Regions from separate parts of the Zea mays genome. Here region 2 is linked to region 1. The links are chromatin contacts, called in public Hi-C maps. All regions are on one chromosome and are shown on one strand. Each heading gives the region's core, a stretch centred on a gene start, on an enhancer-like site or on the middle of the called end of the contact. The rest is flanking DNA. Distances are from core to core; before and after follow the strand shown.

What was found. Hi-C and Micro-C count contacts between places; a contact is called where the count stands out from the background.
Region 2: a contact with region 1 is called in a Hi-C map of tassel, with 7 times the contacts expected there. The contact joins two enhancer-like sites. A contact is called at or near these places in 2 of 25 Hi-C or Micro-C datasets (ear and tassel).

The regions. Positions count from the first base shown.
Region 1 is chr2:143,276,182-143,282,839 of Zm-B73-REFERENCE-NAM-5.0, reverse strand. No RefSeq gene overlaps it. Among protein-coding and RNA genes, the nearest start is that of LOC100281622, 75 kb to the right of the region's middle. Within about 2 kb of position 3,984, at least 7 of the 20 cell types and tissues checked have an H3K27ac peak or open chromatin away from gene starts, as enhancers often do. A contact at or near this core is called in ear and tassel, where this site is marked.
Region 2 is chr2:143,862,539-143,869,196 of Zm-B73-REFERENCE-NAM-5.0, reverse strand. LOC100276786 reads left to right here. Exons shown (of 3, transcript NM_001150497.2): 3 at 1,859-2,048. Among protein-coding and RNA genes, the nearest start is that of LOC111590831, 15 kb to the left of the region's middle. Within about 2 kb of position 3,921, at least 8 of the 20 cell types and tissues checked have an H3K27ac peak or open chromatin away from gene starts, as enhancers often do. A contact at or near this core is called in ear and tassel, where this site is marked.

The sequences.
Region 1 (6,658 bases), core at 2,735-5,234:
TCAACGCCCGACGCGCCCCCCGTTGGGGCGCTGGTGCCGTCGACTCGCTCGACAGCCGACGAGGCGCTGCCTCCTGCTTGGCCTTGGTTGCCCTGCCTCCTCCTCCGTCGGCGGGGGAGAGGACGGGGTGAGCTCGAATGTTGTTCTTCCACCACGCGGGGAAGACGTCGTCGATTCCGCCACCGGCGGGCGGGCTGTCGATCGCCATTGTCGCCGTCGCACGGCGGTGGAAGGAGTATCATGTCGTAGCTGCCGTCGAAGGACATGAACTCAAGACTCCCGAAATGGAGCACCGTCCTGGGCCGGAGAGGTTGCTGGAGACTGCCCATCTAGAGCTTGACGGGAAGCTGTTCGTCAACACGAAGCAGGCCCCTACCTGGCGCGCCAACTGTCAGTGTTTCGAGACCGGGCGGTCCCTGGGCCGACGAGTGAAATGTCGTCGCGTGCCCCAGCCCAGATGGGTCAGCGCGAGGCCGAGCGCGAAGGGGGGAGAAAGGTGGCCGGAGACGGGCGTGAGAGAGGTGGAAATCCCGCGGCCTTCGTGTTCGTCCCGCGCCTAGGTCGGGTGCGCTTGCAGTAGGGGATTACAAGCGTCCACGCGGGAGAGGGAGCGAGCGGCTTCAAGCGAGCGCCTGTCTCGTCCTCGTCCCCGCGTGGCCAACCCTCTCTAAGAGGGCCCTGGTCCTTCCTTTATAGGCGTAAGGAGAGGATCCAGGTGTACAATGGGAGGTGTAGCAGAGTGCTACGTGTCTAGCGGAGGAGAGCTAGCGCCCTGAGTACACGCCATCGTGGCGGCCGGAGAGGTTTTGGCGCCCGGTTCGTGTGATGTCGTGGCCGTCGGAGGAGCGCTGGAGCCTGGCGGAGGGACAGCTGTCGGGGCTGTCGAGTCCTTGCTGACGTCCTCTTGCTTCCGTAAGGGGGCGTAGAGCTGCCGTCGTCAGGGAGCGTGCAGGGCGCCATCATTGCCTATCTGGCGGAGCGAGCCAGATGGGACGCCGGTCTTGTTCCCCATAGCCTGAGTCAACTTGGGGCAGGGTATTGATGGCGCCTCCCGTTGACGTGGCCGGCCCGCGCCCTAGGTTGGGCGATGTGGAGGCTCCTCCGAGGTCGAGGTCGAGTCTGTCTTCCGTGGCCGTGGTCGAGTCCGAGCCCCTGGGTCGGGCAAGGCGGAGACCGTCGGCTGAGGCCAGGGCTGAGTCCGAGCCCTGGGGTCGGGCGAAGCGGAGTTCGTCGTCTTCTGGGGCTGAGCCTAAGTCCGAGCCCTGGGTCGGGCGGAGCGGAGTTCGTCGTCTTCCTGGGCTTAGCCCGAGTCCGAGCCCTGGGTCGGGCGGAGCGGAGTTCGTCGTCTTCCGGGGCTTAGCCCGAGTCCGAGCCCTGGGTCGGGCGGAGCGGAGTTCGCCGTCTTCCGGGGCTGAGCCCGAGTCCGAGCCCTGGGTCGGGCGGAGCGGAGTTCGCCGTCTTCAGGGGCTGAGCCCAAGTCCGAGCCCTGGGTCGGGCGGAGCGGAGTTCGCCGTCTTTCGGGGCTTAGCCCGAGTCCGAGCCCTGGGTCGGGCGGAGCGGAGTTCGCCGTCTTCAGAGGCTGAGCCCAAGTCCGAGCCCTGGGTCGGGCGGAGCGGAGTTCGCCGTCTTCAGGGGCTGAGCCCAAGTCCGAGCCCTGGGTCGGGCGGAGCGGAGTTCGTCGTCTTCTAGGGCTTAGCCCGAGTCCGAGCCCTGGGTCGGGCGGAGCGGAGTTCGCTGTCTTAAGAGGCTGAGCCCAAGTCCGAGCCCTGGGTCGGGCGGAGCGGAGCTTCCTATGGCGCCTGAGGTCGGGCCTGACTGCATGTCAGCCTCACTCTGTCAGGTGGCACTGCAGTCGGTGCGGCGCAGGCGGCGCTGTCCTTCTGTCAGGTCGGTCAGTGGAGCGGCGAAGTGACTGCGGTCACTTCGGCTCTGTCGACTGAAGGGCGCGCGTCAGGATAATGGTGTCAGACCACCTTTGCATTAAATGCTCCTGCGATTTGGTCAGTCGGCGCGACGATTTGGTCAGGGTCGCTTCTTAGCGAAGACAGGGCCTCGGGCGAGCCGGAAATGTGTTCGTCGCTGGAGGGGGGCCTCGGGCGAGACGGAGATCCTCCAGGGTCGGCTGCCCTTGTCCGAGGCTAGGCTCGGGCGAGGCGTGATCGAGTCCCTCGAATGGACCGATCCCTGACTTAATCGCACCCATCAGGCCTTTGCAGCTTTATGCTGATGGGGGTTACCAGCTGAGAATTAGGAGCCTTGAGGGTACCCCTAATTATGGTCCCCGACATATATACTAATATATACTAACATTAAAAGATGGCAAAGTTCAGTTAAGCATTTACTTAACAAGCAGATATATATTTAACAAGCATAAAATCATGGACTTCTGAGTACCCTTATGGTTGTAGCTATAGGAGTACAATTTGTCCAGACTCCAGACATTATTATTTGTCTGATTGAGATGTAGAGATTGTCTAGGACCAAAGGAACTTTGCATTTGAGACTTACAGACTTCAAAATGCCAGTTTCAGATTTCTACTTACCGAAAATATCTTATGTACATTCAGTTCACACTTGGCAACATGTTTCTGGTCATACTAGTACAATTCATAGAGATTACCAATACTTAGCTAGGATCAAGGGAACCTGGCATGGGAGGATTCAGGTAGATGGATGTAACATACACATTTTTTATATAATTGTGTTAAGCAAAAAAAAATCTTTTATATGACTGAACATGTTATTATGTAGCTTAGTTGTCTTGTCGATTTTTTTCATCCATCTGGCCTTATGATTCTCATGGATGCACATATGAATAGTTGTAAAAAACAAACATATATAACTGACTACTTATGAATAGTAGTTATCTTACAGTGAAAGCCAGTGAATTTTGACATCAGTGAGTACCATCAAATATTTGATTGGAGGTTCCAATGCAAAACAAGGGTGCTGCACGAAGTAATTGAACAAAAACACAAGATATCTGGATGCAAACAGAAAAAGAAGCACACTATTTTACAACTAACACAATCAGGAAACAGAAAAAAAATAAACAGATATGTACTTAACTACACACAATCAGGCCAACAACTAAACACACTCAGGAAATTAAGACTGTACAAATAAGCAAATATGTACTTAGAAATAGAGGAGTATGAGGTAAAGACTGGCCTGTGTATGAGGTATTAGCGAATCTAGGTCAAGCAGCAAATCTAGGTCAGGGGGAGATGACCTTGCAACAAGACCGAAGGATTAGTATAATCGAAGCAAAAAAAATACAAGAAAATATTAAAGAACAATAGATCTAGATGGGGGACAAACCTGAGAAGATGCGATTGTTGCTGCGGTGAGCTGATCTAGGATAGGGAAAGTGTTCACTCGCAGATGAGAGCCAATCGAGGTCGCAGGAAAAAGAAAGAGAAGGTCGGGTAAGTGCGAGCTCGTCCGCCGGGTCGAGAGAGAGCACGACAGCAGAAGAGAGAGGCGAGAGCAGCAGCTGCGGCAAACCCTAGCGTCCGCGGCTACGGCTGAGAGAGACGAGAGAGAGGCGAGAGCCGCAGCTCCGGCAAACCCTAGCCGTCGTCTGCGGGCGACGAGAGAGGCGAGAGAGAAGGCGTCAGCTGAGGCAAACCCTAACCAAAGTCGGGCCAGGCCGCACTGAAAACCTAGAAACCTCACGTTTGTACTCAGCCAGGCCTAAATTTGTTTCTGGCTCGCCTCAGCCAGACTGCCGAGCTAGGCCAGGCAACCAAACAAATCTACACTGTACAAAACAGGCCTGGTTATGGGTTGGGCCGGTCAACCAAACACATCCTATGTGTCTCGTGGTGGCCAACTAGACATGCTTATTTGGCCATCTGTAGCTGTAGCTGGAACCAAACGTGCGGTGAATCTCCGACGATCATGGCCGACGACGACTGGTTGATGGCGCCGATTCACGGGCTCACGCCCCACGTGCCTCGATCGGACATTAGGGCTCTCGTTTGGTTCACGGCCCACGCGTGTGCTCTCCTCGCAAGGCCGAGGCCAAAATTGCGTAGGGCGCTCTTGTGTGAGCATGGCAACAACTTCGGTCTTTTTTCAAGCATTTCTATATCAGCACAAAATGTTGTGTACGATCGTCTCCCACTTGTGGGGTCGTAAAAATCTTTTTAACAAACGTTTACAAGACATGGAAAATTCCCCCAAAAAATCAGAATATGCAGAGGGGATGACGGTTTACAAGCTTACAGAATTACTGGGCCATACTTGACTTCTTTTATCAGAAAAGAAATTTAGAAAGAGCAAAAGGAGAGGGGCGAAATTTCTTTCTCGCTGCAGCTAGACGCCCAACCACGTCGCGGAATACGACGTACGTCTTGACGTTCCCAGCGACAAATCGCTCTTCCTGTTGGCCTCGGTGACCGATGAGCTCTGGCCTGCACGCATTTTCTGAAGACGTTAGCAATGTCTGAAACTCTGAACAGAAGGGCAGCATAGTAGGCTCTTAACACCATGCAGCCGAGCAGAATGTGGCTCTGTGATGAACGTAGTTGAAGAACTCGCAGTTCACCCTGATCCAACCGCAGACATCGGCAGGCAAACGTGGAAACTGAAGACTGAAAACCTGAAGACGACGGACATAAAGGAGCAGCGTCCATTTTGTTTAACCTTCAGACACTTGCAGGAACCGTATGTTTTGATGTACTCATTGACATGACTGATCACCCTAGTGTTGAGGGTATATTGGAATGAAAACAGGGCAACTGATGAGTTGGACTTTCGGTGAGGGAGAGGGAGTCCAAGAAAGGGCGGACCTGGAAGTAGCTATTGCATCTTGGCATCCTAAATTATCTGCACGAGAGGACTGAGAATAGAAGGAACCTTTTTTTGAAGGAGTGTTACTTATAAGAAAGCCTAGGTTCAACAGAACAAAACACGAACCAGGAATTGGCCCCACTAACACACACCACTAGAGAGTTACAGGATAACAAAGGAAAAAGCGTTAAGCTCACACAAACACCCACACTCCCTTCCAGCCTCTACGCAACAAAGTATCAACCCACCCAACACCAGCTCGGCCTCAGATAACCTCGATGTCAGACACCTCTCCTAAGGCTGGTTGGAAATTACACAACCAATTCTTCAGGGAGCTGATCAAACACCTCACCTTCTCTAAATCCTTTTGCTTGAGGAGAGACTTCCATTTCTGCAGAAAAGATATGGCGTTATATAAGATCTCATGTGGGCTCTTAGGAAACCGCTTCTCCATCGCCATCCTATTCCGATTACACCACATGGCCCAAAACAGCCCTGCAAACTTGAAAATATAAAGGTTTTGGTCCCCAAAAAAAAAATCTTCCACCGATCTGGAGGGGGGTTCAGACCAAAGACAAGGTAAATGCAACCCCACACGTATTTGGCTAGTACACAGTGGGCGAAAATGTGTTCAGCAGTTTCAAATTCTCCACAAAGGGAGCAAGAACCGCTTCCTTTCCAAACCCTTTTTTCATCTCCATCGCCACTTGGATTTTCCTACTATAAAGTTGCTAAAGGAAGATCTTAATTTTCAAAGGTACCCTGTACTTCTAGATTATACCATGAATGTTTTTAGTGATTCCCCCATCGGTTCTAAATCTGTAAAGTGGTTTTGTGGTGAATTTATAAGACTTATCCAAAGCCCACGATACTGTGACTCCTCCTTGAGACTAGGTGTAACCCTGAAGGTTGGCACAAAGTTCCTTCCACTCGCCAAATTCGGAAGCCGTAAGAGCTCTCTTAAAATCCACATTCTAGCTACCATCTTCCAAACAGTCAGCTACCAGAGCCTTTTTGTTCTCGCAGATGTCAAAAAATCTAGGATATCTTACACTGAGAGGCACCTCGCACATCCAAGTGTCAAACCAGAAGAGGGTTCCTTCCCCATCTTTGACTTTATTCACCGCCCCCACTGAAAAAGATGTTTAACTTTGTGTAAACCTTTCCAGAATTGAGAAACCATCTTGATTTTGGAGACCAAGAAGTTGTTATCTGGCATATATTTAGCTTTGATTATTTTCTACCAAGTGTCTTTGGAGCCTTGAGATATTTTCCAGATCCACTTCACCAGCAGACATTCATTCATGTTTAACATATCAATGACTCCAAGCCACCTTGGTCTCTCGGCCTAGTAATCGAATCCCATTTAGCCATGTGAACTATTTTTATCATCGGTCCCTTGCCAAAAAAATTAGCCCGACAGGATTTCATTTTTCGGTGAATTTCTTTGGGCAAAAGGTAGAAACCCATTGTGTAAATAGGAAAATTACTTAGACAGGAATTCGTCAAAAAGTCCCCCCAAAGGATAGGTGTTTACCCTTCTTTTTCATGGGGAGAGATCCCAACGCAAAATTGAACATATTTTCCATCCTTTCTTTTTTCCTGCTGCGAAAACCCAAACCCATACACTTCACTTTTGTGAAAATTTATCCTCAGCCCAAACAACCATTCGAAGCAATAAAGTATGAGTCTCAAGTTTATAATAGACCTATCTGACCCATCAATCATTATCACTGTGTCGTCTGCATACTAGATGTGAGAAATGCCCCTCGAAGGATATCCCCAGTACCCCGGAGATGTGACCTTTGTCAACCCCTTCCTCTAACAACACACCGAGCGCATCCGCCACAAGATTGAATAG
Region 2 (6,658 bases), core at 2,672-5,171, 590 kb before region 1:
GATCCAGAAGACTCTTCTATCTAGGCTTTGCAAGAAAGTGATTATCGTTACCGTTATATATATATAAAAGCTAAGACACTATGACTTATCATTATCGGGATCCCATCATTATCAGTTATATATACATATATTATATATTATGTGTGTCATTGCTTGTTTCAATTATGCATCGTTCCCTGTTCCATTACAATCGTTCCCTAACTGCGTTCCTAAATCGTTGGGAACACGTTCCACGCATCGAATGAACGTCGATCAGCTGTATACCCCTCAACGTTCCATGTTGCTTTAACAGACATACTGCGTTCCTCGCTCCCGTTCCTCGTTCCCAACGTTCCGGGAACCTTGTCACTAAGGTTGGCCCTCCATTGTGAGTGTGGCTAGAGCGACCTTGTCCGCCTTGTCTGCCGAGGGTGTCGGTAGGGCGAGCCACGGTGCAAGCGTTTCTAGGAGCGGCCGGTCGCGCGGGGGAGCGTGTGACGCAGGCACGACGTAGTTGTTCCGGAGCTCGATATTGCGGGTGAGGCTCATGGCCGTCGTCAATGACTGTGGGTTGTGGATCTCCACGTCATGGCTGAGCGAAGGGAGGAGGTCGGTAGTGAACAACTGGACGCACCGTGTTTCATCGAGACGGCCCGCACGCGGTAGCAAGGCCTAGAACCTATCCTGGTACTCTTCCACGGTGCTGGATCGGTGGCAAGGCGCCAGCTCGCCGAGTGGATTTGATCGGAGAGGAGGCCCATAGCGTAGGTGGAGGGGCTCCTTGAAATGGCGCCACGAAGGAGTATCCGCATCCTGCTGGACTTGGTAGTACCACAACTGGGTGTCGTCCTTGAGGTTGTACGACGCCAACCAGACCTTCTCCTCCTCCATGATTCGCTGTCGATGAAACTAAGATTCACAATGATTGATAAAGATAAGGGGATCCAACTTGCCATTGTAGCACGGAAAGTTGAGTTTCTGAAAAACGCAACGACTGATCGTGATGATGCTCCCCTGTCCCGAGGTGGGAGGAGGTCGACAAGGACCCCGATAGCGTGCACGTGGATTCCAGACGTTGGATAGCATGGGCGTTGGCCTCCATAGACGTCTGGAGGGACTTGATGGACACGACCTGGGTGTCCAAGGTCGCTTGCAGGGCGTTGTTGTTGTCCCTCATGGTGTCGATGCGGGGCGGGGATGAAGGCGCGACGGATGATGTAGCAGCTGGCGGGGGCGACGAGGAACAAGACGAACTGGATCACCTGGATCGTGATACCAGGTTGTCAAGGGCGTCAGACGGTAGAGTAGGTGGCCCTCGGCTACGTAGATCGTAGCCTCGGTCCGTGTTGGGGCGAGGTTTTACCCCTTAGCGCCCGGTTGTTAGAGAAGAGACAGAATAGGATAATTTTTTTTTCTTTCCTTCAAATGACGACTTACAAAGACTCTTATAGGCCATGGCTCCAACAAATGACTCCTAAATTGTAGGATCCCTTGATTTGCTTTCCTTTAATCTAGCCACTTTCTAAACCGATCCCTGCAGCCCCAGCACTTGCGTCGCCTTGGCGATCTGCTGCGTGCCGCACGTCTCGGGCCGTTGCCCTTCTATATGTGCGGCCTTACATGACAGGTTAAGCATTCTTCATAACTAGCAGCAGGATCATTGTTCATTAGCTTTGCGGGTTCCATAGCTGAGAGCTCCCCTAGGTTGTTTATGCTTGTTGTAGTACGAAAAGTCCAAACAATGTAATTTACACGGTTAAGGATTTAATTTAGTCCAAGGCTTGGTGATTTGTTGCTGACTGCTTAACTTAACCAGACGCTGGTTGTCTGTGCTTTGATGGTGAGTACTAATACTCATGTTCTTTGTCTGTTGTTTCAGGTTGCGGTTGAGCTTCTGGAAGAGAGCTGGTAGATTAGAGTAGACTCTGACAACCATTCCTGTGCGTATGACTTTGTTCTGTCTTGTCAGATGTACTTGCTGGGCCTCCTGCTTGTAGCACCGCCTCTGCAGCAGATCTATAAGACTGTGATTTCCAACTTGCCATTTTTTTTTATTCAGCATGTATGTCATGGTGATGTGGCTATGGCCAACTCTGAAGCTCTCATGGAGGTAGTGAGAAGTCTGCTGATCCACGTAGCATCGCAGTGGACATCAACAATGCTCTCCCGGATGGAACCAACTTGGCTTTATTTTTTATTTTTTTTGCAACAGGATTTGGTTTCACAAGCACTAGAGATTCAGGAACCTTAACATGCAGTGAAGCGACCTAACTGGAACTCCGGAAAGCGACGTCTCAAGTGGAAGCCAGAATGGACATATCAATATTTATTGAGTGAGGAATGAGAACAAACGATTTGACTTGAGCTGAGAGCCTGAGACGTGCAAGCAGCTAGAGTGGCAAAAAGGCCAAGCGAACCACTGCATAAGGGTAGGTATGGTAATGGATTACAATTCAAATGTTTCTTCATAACTAATTAGGAGTCTTCAATAATTTTAGTTTAAAAATAAATAGAAATAGAGCTATATTCGATTCTTAAAATTTATAGTATATTACCATCCCTATCCGAGGTTGATCAACCCTTCCATTTGTAAGGCAATCTATAGCAGACTTTTTTTTTTATCATACCTCCTATCCTACTTTCTATTTTAAATTTCATTATATAAATAGCATAAACAGTGTTTTGCATAATTATATGTACGATCTGTTGACCAGAGCCTAAAGGTGTTAAATTAGTTAGTGATGCGCAAGCTAAACCTGAGAAAAGTTCATGTTGAGTGGTAGACATTGCATAACCTCTCATGCCCCCATACGTGTTGGCTGCTGACCATGACAGTGCACGATTTCTGTATTTGACTAACAGACTAAAGTATAACTAGGAGTGGAGATTCAGTTTGTTATGGCATATAGTCTTGGTTAGATTAAATAGTTTTAATTCTGCATTTGTATCAGTTAGCCGACATAATTAATTCTATAAATGGCTATTCACCCTCTTTAGTTTGCCATCTCTTCCTACAAGTGGTATTAGTGCATGATCTTTTTTATTTGTGGTTTTAGTTGACTCGAGAGGATGACGACTAAGACCTCGTTCGGTTGGCCCGGAACAGCCCGTTCCATCCCGATATATTCAGCCCAGGTTAAAACATGAAGTATCCATAAATGGTTGTTCGGATATGGGCAATTCAGAATAAAACCAAGTCATTTCAGTCCTTTTCACCCTCTCAATTGTTTGAATTGGATCCACACCTACAAGCCTCTGGAATCAAACCAAATCAGATCTTTTTACGTTCTAGTGAACCACCTGGATCCACTTCATCCGGCGCAGGAATGAAAACATGCCTGTTTTCGAGTTGGAAGAAACGAACGAGCCCTAAAGGATCCGAACCATAGGTTTTTAATGGCACACGGTTTATGCGATGAAGACTTAAGATATTTTCACAATATTGATAAAAAATACAGTGGATTGTAAACATAGGCTCTTCTAATCTCTTGGATGAGAAGACGAAAGATCTCATCCAAGAGGAAGAAGAATGCCTACACTTCGAACAACGAGATACTAACATTTTATATTGATCTTTGAGTAAAGGTGTATTTGAGGGTATCATGCACAAAGAAACTATCTAGAGATGGCAATGAGCATGAAATATCCGCGTACCTGTGGATAATAAACCATGTGCGGATGCAGGTATAATTTTGTATCCGCGGGCAAGTATAAGGATACAACAATAAACCTAAAGGATATTTTTTAGCGGGCAAAAAAAAAAGTACCCGCACCCACATATCCGCTAAACTCGCTCCAGAAACCTGACATGCGGCCCGTATTAGGGAATAAATATAACAAAAATTATGTTTTCATCTCCATGCTCCCAAGTCCCTGCCGCAGCCTCCTGCCTCCCACGGCGTGAGCCACCGCCCACCAGGTTGTGCGCCCGCGCCGCCGTAAATCTGCTCTCTAGGACGTTGCTGTGGCTCCCGTGTGGCCGACTGGCCGTATCCCTCTCGACGACGTGAGCCCCTGCCGTCCCACCTCCCCTGTTGGAACGACGAAACCTACCAGAAGGCAGAAGCAGAGGTCCTTGGCTTCCTTCTTCTCCCCTACCCGATCTCTCGAGTCTGTGACGACCTTGGCCCTAGGCTCTCTTCCTCCTGTCAATGTCATGCGCTAGTGGCTTGGCAAAAGTAGAGGTCCCTGGCTCCCTGCTCCTCCCCTACCGTCAGCCGGCAAGCCGGCACCTAACACAGCTTAGGATTTCCTCCCCATCCAACAATAAGGTGAAGAACTAAATATACTGTGTGGATTTGATGTCTTATCTTTGTTGTTCATGCAAAATCAATATACTATGTGTATTGTCTTTGATTTAGTATCATGTTATTTTTGTGGAAAATAAACATGCATGCCCGCTGGTATCCTCTACCCGCAGATAGAGGATATGGGTAGGGATGTAATCGGATCGGATACGGACGGATATTACTAATATTATATTTGTTTTCATTTTTTTGTTCGGATTCGAATTCGGATATCTTCGGATACGAATACGAATACGGATTGTCTCGGTTACGGATACAAATTGTCACATATCGAATACGGAACGAATCGGATGCGAATATCTTCGGTTACGAATATTTTTTCGGATATAAAGACACATCATTCATTCATATATAGCATCCACATTCAAATGTCACAACCGATCAGTCTAATAGACAGATAAAGCTAAGTAAATAGGCAAGCAGTCATGAGCGTGAGCCATCAGCATTGCTAAATGATAAGTACTGTACTGCGTACATGTCACAATAGAACTAGCTACCAGCTAGCAGCCAAAATGTCGTAGCAGCTACCAGCTAGCGCCAAAATGTCACAATAGTACATGCCTCTCCAAAATAGAACTACATTGTCATTACTACATTAAGGATTAAGTGTAGCAGCTACCAGCTAGCGCCAAAATGTCGAAAACCAAGATTTAAGCATCATCTTAGGCTTCGGAGCACTGAAACTTGTGAAACAGACTCCCATGAACAGCTGCAGAAAAATCATAACTCCATATCGCTGCCCTCATCCTCACTATCCTCACCATTTCCTTCATTGTCAGCTTGGTTCTGTCCCTACAGATAGTGCATATTAAATTGAAACATAGTATGTCAATTGTCAACAACAGCAAGTAATTGAAATAAATACTAACCTCTTCAATTGTCGAGCTATATTCATTTTCATCTGCCATGAACTCCTCAACAATTGATGGTACCTTGTCATTGCGATCTAAAAGTGATAAGATAAAATACTTAGCAGCAAGCAAAACAGGAACAAGTATGTACTGTCAGTTTTACCTTTGTTAGATGCAAGATTCCAGTCTCTGGTACAAACTAATGCCTCCACAGTCTCATGCTCTAAACGGCTGCGATATTTACTCACAACACGCCCACTCGAACTGAAAGCACATTCTGAGGCCACAGTAGAGACTTGAACAACCAATACATCACGAGCAAGACGCGAGAGAACAGGATATGTAACTTGGTTGGCCTTCCACCATGATAATATGTCAAATTGTAGACCTTTACCAGTAGGATCAACCCATCGAATTGGTTTATCTTTCATGTACACATCCAATTCATTTGTTTCACCTTAGGCTGCATCATTATCTTCATATATAAACTCGTCAATGTCAGTATTTATACAAATTGAGTTAGATGTACTTGCAGCAAGATCAGTTTGAGTAATAGAAACATCACGTGTACTGCTCAAATATGATTGGAATAATTGGTTCACAACATCCATAAAGCGAGTGAGTTCCGCGACAGCACTGTCCTTATAAATCTTCAACATGAAATATTCTACCAATTTTTTCTTGTATCTAGGATCAAGAAAGCAAGCCACTGCAAGAGCTATGTTGGACTTTTTCCAATACTTATCATATTTTTTCTGCATTGCTTCGGCCATAGAAGCTATAGTGATATTGGCACTTTCACACCATTCTCTAAGTGCTAACTTTATCTCATAGAACTTCCACCAATAGTTGCAGAAAATCGACAGGAACATCCTCAAGCTAGCTTCAGGATCATACTTGAAATTTTGAACAATAGCATTGTTACCTTCACCTTTCTGAACTTGTAGTTCTTGCTGCCCTCTATGTATGTAGTGCCTTGATGTCAAATGGTTCCAGAAGATAGTTGTGCCCCTCGATGATTCACCACGAGTTTTGAACTTGCACTTCTTGCATTTTGCCCAAATTTGTTCCTCGGTCTCGCCCTTATCTCCCTTCTCTGTACAATGGACATGATAAAGTAGTCCCAAACCCCAGAGGTTTGTCTTTTTGGTTTCCTTTTCTTTGTATCAGACTCTTTCACTCCAATATCAGTTGTTCTTTCTCCATCTTCTCCTTCTCCAGCTCCATTAACTGGAGTTGTTTCTTGCACAGCCACAGCCAGGGTGTTCGCAGCAACAAGGGATGCTCCAGTGCTTGCGCACCCACTGCCACTTCCAGATGCCATGCTACATCAGTAAGATTCAATTTAAAAGCAAGTGTTATAGTCAGTTTAACAACAATTAATCACCAGTGAATGCTGCACTTGACTAGTGAGAGTCATTTGAATGCTACAACAATTTAAAAACTGCTTTGACACGATACAATCCCTCAAAGCCAGCGTAGATAAACGTCGACGATTATGGGACCTTACAGCACCGCCGT